2 separate regions of the Sus scrofa genome follow, and region 1 is linked to region 2. The links are chromatin contacts, called in public HiChIP or PLAC-seq maps. All regions are on one chromosome and are shown on one strand. Each heading gives the region's core, a stretch centred on a gene start, on an enhancer-like site or on the middle of the called end of the contact. The rest is flanking DNA. Distances are from core to core; before and after follow the strand shown.

Evidence for each region. HiChIP or PLAC-seq counts read pairs in DNA pulled down with a chosen protein or histone mark.
Region 1: an H3K27ac HiChIP or PLAC-seq map of skeletal muscle shows a contact between it and region 2. The contact joins the promoter of ARRDC3 here to the enhancer-like site in region 2. A contact is called at or near these places in 1 of 5 promoter capture datasets (fetal liver), 13 of 47 Hi-C or Micro-C datasets (adipocytes, alveolar macrophages, embryonic fibroblasts and 9 more) and 2 of 2 datasets of contacts at active chromatin or transcription factors (alveolar macrophages and skeletal muscle).

The regions. Positions count from the first base shown.
Region 1 is chr2:98,443,325-98,446,033 of Sscrofa11.1, forward strand. It overlaps ARRDC3 (arrestin domain-containing protein 3), which reads right to left and starts at 1,386. Exons shown (of 8, transcript XM_003123783.6): 1 at 828-1,386. The coding sequence starts at 1,107.
Region 2 is chr2:98,395,111-98,397,826 of Sscrofa11.1, forward strand. No RefSeq gene overlaps it. Among named protein-coding and RNA genes, the nearest start is that of ARRDC3, 48 kb to the right of the region's middle. Within about 2 kb of position 1,456, at least 34 of the 83 cell types and tissues checked have an H3K27ac peak or open chromatin away from gene starts, as enhancers often do. A contact at or near this core is called in alveolar macrophages, embryonic fibroblasts, fetal liver and 5 more, where this site is marked.

The DNA.
Region 1 (2,709 bases), core at 136-2,635, 48 kb after region 2:
GACCCCTTCTCCCTTTGACAACCCTTTATCTCCCTTTTATAACCAAAAATCAAATCCAAATGAGCCGAATACTTTTCAATTCCTTTTGACTGGCTTAGGTTTCATTGAATGCAGTTCCAAAGTTAGGCATGATGCTCAGAAAAAAAAAAATTGACTTTAAATGGCTTCTAAAACCGATTTGAAACATATCATAATGATTGGTATTGTCCTTTAAAATAGAGAAGGCTTGATGTAAATTTCTAAAGGAACTGGAAAGAATAGGGAAAAAACACGTGGGGTGTTCATACCATATGTCAAAATAAGCCACAGAAACCCTTTATCAAAGAACAACAATCAATTCTCTAAAGTCTTTGAGTGTCAATATTAAAAATGAAGTACACCCATTAACCCACTTAAAAATGTTATTTCATTTCTTCATTGAGGCTTAATTTTTAAGATCTAAGGTTCCACAGAACAAGGAAAAAATCTAATATTGGACTGCAGCTTTTAGCAATTCATTTGAAAACGTATCAGTAAAATTACTGCCTCGGATTTAAGCAGAATTTATAAGGTGGAAATAGACTGCAAGCGCGTATGGCACAGATCAAGCCGGGTATAGAGGTAGTTGAATAAGTGCAGTTTGCAGTCACTTTGCAGATGCCTGCATGCATTATGGCTTAACACACGATGAAAGTCAAGGAGAATTCAAATCTTGGCTAACTTTGCTAACATTTATCAAACTGCTATATTTTATGCTAGGAGTAACATTACATTAATTCAGAGAAATTGAACAGATACTTTCCCAAAGAAAATAGGTGTAATAATTTCTGAATAATGTAAAAACTTACCTCTTTCGTGTCCAATTAAGATGTCTTTATGATTGAAATATTCTACTTCTTCAGTGTAATTCTGTGTGTAGGCAGTATTGGAGCCGGCGTTTCTCGATTCGGTCCAGCGTACTTTCGCATGTCCTCTTGCATGAATTTTAAGAGATTTTACTCTGATTTCCCCAGTAACTTCTAAATTCACCCTTCCTGAGACTGTATCCCCACTGGAATACACAGGGACATTGCTGTCATTAAGACAGTCAAAGCTTATTGTCAAACTCTTTACCTTTCCCAGCACCATGTTTGTAACAAAATCTATAAAAAATATAATGTAAGACAAAAAAAAGTCAAGAACACATATAAAATGTGATCTTCACTTAACACTGATCGATGTCTTTGCCGTGCAAAAAGCTTACAGGCAGGATCAGTGATTCTTTACAAACAGTTCATTGAGATTTCTTAAAAAGTCAAGGCAGCAGAGAGGCTGCTGCTCCTCGCTCCTGCTAGTCTCAGTGGTCTCCTTACAAAGACGGGCGGCTGGAACCTGCCAGCTCACTTTAAGAGCAGCTTTGTGAAAAACAACCCCAGGGCGCATGCGCACGCCGCGGCTGCTGTCGCCCTCCCTGCGCGCCCCCTCCCGCGCCGGGCTCGCTCCCTGGCTCGCTCGCTCGCGGGTACAGTAGGTGTACAACCAAGGAAGACGGCAGTGGGGCTGCCGGGAGGCCGAACCTGACTTCTCTTCATTGTGGGTTCCTATTGGTAGGCAGGCTACCGTAAACCCTCGACGTGCTATCTGGAGTCCCTTATCGAGCATACTCCGGCAGAAAGATAATGGCCGAGGGGGCACTGGGGGACAAGGTTGGGTGGGGAACTGTTTGCAAAGCCAAGTAAAGACAAACTGATGAGTGACCAAGCCGGGAGAGTGCGTTACCGGCGCTGTAGGGGTTTGCCCATTCCCCGGAGGGAAGGAAGCAAAAGTGATGTGTGTAGAGAGATGGGGGAAGGGAAGAAACCGGTTGGGCAAGGGCTGCTGAGCATAATCTAATGAATTTCAAAAGAAAATGTAATAAAAACTAGAGAAGCAATGATATTCACGGACAAGAGCATTCTTGGCCTGCACTGTTTGTTTGTTTATTTAAACCAGTGCTTTGTAGGCAGTGAAGAAATGAGCTCTGTGGAGGCCAAATCCAGACTAAAAGAGAATACTACACGGAGCAAGGAAGAGAAGCAAAAAAATGTACTCAGTATGTTTTGCTTTCTCTTCTCTTAATTCGATAGCAATGAAAAGCAACCAGGTTGTTTGCATGATGACATCAGGGGAAAAAAGGTTTGACCACTTCCTCGAAGAAAGAAAAAAGTCCTTTTTTGAGATACCACCTACAGCTAGATTTGCAGGGTATGACATGATTACAACTCCTGTGTCCAAAGGATTAAGAATAGAGTTCGGCCTAAAAAGTACTACCTTATAAAAGGCTGCATCACTGCGTTTTAGCTGACGTAATGTTTACAACAGGATTGAAAAATTTTTGTTAGAAGTTAGTGAGGCGCAGAAGATGGTTCTTTAAGAGAGAATTTGTTATATAAATAGGGCTTAATTCTGTAAAGTTTTAATTTTAACTTTCAGCCTTGGACTGTTCAACCCAGTAATTCTCATAATACATCTATCTTAAGGACAGATACATTTGTCTCTTTATTGTGAACGTTTTGATAGCAAATAACAATGCTTTCATAAAAATCACTGGGATTCAAGGCATAACAGCATAAACCTATATAGATTTTTTGCATTCAACAAAATTGCTTATAGAAGAGAAATATAGGAAGAAAAAATAGTACTCTGGAACTGTATGTGTGTGTGTGTGCGTGTGTGTATATATATATATATATAAGCAAATACACTTTGGAA
Region 2 (2,716 bases), core at 206-2,705:
CCCCAAGCTGTGGTGTAGGTTGCATATGTGGCTCAGATCTGGCATTGCTGTGGCTGTGGCATAGGCCAGCAGCTGCAGCTCCAATTTGACACCTAGCCTAGGAACTTCCATATGCCATGGGTGTGACCCTAAAAAGAAAGAAACAAACCAAAAAAACAAACAAACCCTGAGGAGGGGATGGTGGGAACACTTAGTTAGATAGACATTTGTCAAAAGTACAGGTGACAACTGGGACTTGGTGCTTGAAGTGGGGGGTAGTCCTATGGGACTGAGCACTTGAGGGGTCTCTGCTAACACCAGGCAGTTAGTGTCAGGACTGAGTTAAATTGTAGGATACCCAATGAATGTGTGCCAAGAAGTGGAGTATTCTCAGTGTGGAAAAACACACGCTTCTTGGTATCAGAAATGTTCTGTGGGTAGAGAGGAAATAGCAGTTTTCCCTTAGCTGGTGTGCCTTTTAATGGTGTACAAAACACAGCCCCTGCTTCTAGAAGGGAGATTATCATTTCCATACAGCATACACTATCAGCATCCCAAGGTCAGGCACTAGAAAGACTTATCTGCCACTGAATCCTCCGCACCAGCCAGCAGGGTGCATGGCAGTGAACCTGTGAAACATGTAGAATGAATGACTACAAGTCCAGTGTTGCCTCGCTGACAAAAGGGTACCCTTGCAGCTTCATTTGGTTTATGCTACACCATCGCCTGCCCAAGCTGCTCTCAGGAAAAACAGAACCAGTGTATTTTCAGATCTTGAGAACGGTCATCCAGAATCCATACCTTATGAAAGAGTGAGGATATTTGGGTTGAGTAATGGTACACTTGGTTTGCAAATAACACATGTTCGTTTTCATGTTGCTGAAGCCTCCTCGCTAGGAAACAAAACACTTGTAATTTAATATGTAATGTTCTCAGAGTCTGAGTCCAAACCACCTCAAGCTGTGAACGCCTTGGCTCTGAAGAGCCAGTCAGGGTCAGGGCAGGGCAGTACTTGGCCTGATGCCCCTCCAGAATAAACCAAACAGCTACAGGAAGTGGTTTCCATGATTCAGTAGGTGGCATACTTCCTTTTGAGTCAGAACTGAATCACGGCTCTGAGAGGCAAAAAAGACTTATTTCTTTATCCCATACTTTTTCCCTATTCCCAATAGTAAATTTATCACAGTCGGTCATACGATATATCCTGTTTAGTTTAATGTGTTTCACTGAAAAGAAAGAAAACAAAACAAAACAAATCATCTCTGAGGAAGCAAGAAGGGAGTGAGAAACCTGGCAGATTATAATGAATCCAAGCATTTATTATTGTATGCCATATTCTCCGAGGAGATTGGAAGAAAAGCCATCATCCGATTTAACCAGGTTTTCTTGACACGAATCTGACCCATTTCCAGTGGAAGCAATTAGATCACACTTACATAAACCGTGTTGCTTTAAATGGCCTTGCTTGCCTCTTCACTGACTGACCCTGGCTTACTCCCTGGCACGTCTCTTGGAAGGCTCTTCTCTGTGCTGTCCCAGGCATGGTCCTTGTTCAGCTGTGGGTGAAATGATCCTGTTCTGAATGTACTGAATGCTGCTGGCAATGCTGTAAATTGTTTTGGGGCTTAAGGAAAAACCCCATAGATATCAACAAGTCATAAAAACGGACATGTTTTCCCCTTATCTCTTTCCCAGTGTGTCTTTTATTCTTCAATATTAAAATTTCTATGAATGTAAATGTATTTATCCATATTTTCATCTGATGAACTATATTTTACTCTATGATCATTGCTTCCTTCTACTCCTATTTGTTCCAACTGCTTTCATGTTTCAGAGCAAAGATTCAGAAATGTATGCTATACATCCTATATATATCACTCTTAGAAGACTGATAATCAGATTGGAATCAGAAATCTTATTGCCATGTTAATATTCCACAGCTCCTTCTGTGAACTAGTCCAACAGTTTAAAGAACAAAAGATTCAAATGATATATATCTGTGTTCAAATTCACACAAAAAGTTAAAGAGCTGTGTGACCTGAGATAAGTCTCTTAACCTCTCTGAGCCATAATTTCCTCGGTCTATTGTATGGGACACTCTTACTCCAAGAAATAAATAAAGCTTTTACACAGCGCCCAGGATAGCACCTAGCTCATATTTGGCGTTTAAAATAAGGTAGTGCCCTTTCCCTTTATTTACAGTACATTTCCATCAAGAGGTCAGAACAGCTTTTGGACACAACAACTACATGGGTACACTGTCTTGTCCTTCCCAAAGACGTCAGTCACATCCAGCAACTTTAGCACTTTCATCAACAGCACCTGCAGCACATGTGATACCAAATGGTATCCTTAATGGAGTGGCAGAAAAGCCAGCCAGGAAGCAGACTTGAAAGCCAAAGCCAGCGCTTCTGGGCAGGACAGTTGTGGCGGATAGATGACAGCCAACCATGAAGAGAGTCCTCATCTGACACACTGAAGGAAGCACCTAGAGGATGGGCAAGGAAAAGAACCTTTCACAGTATTCACAGCCAGACAGAGCAGCCACGAGGACCCAGGTCAAACAGGGCAACGGCTGGCTGGCAGACAGGTGGAAATGCAAACACACTCTTAGATTTGAAAAGCCCTTCTAAAACATCCATCCTCCTGTATGCCTTTGAAGCCTCCCACATCCCTTCAATTCCTCCCAGAAAGCCAGACCCAAAGGATGATGGCTTTTAGAAAAGAGTAGAGGTGC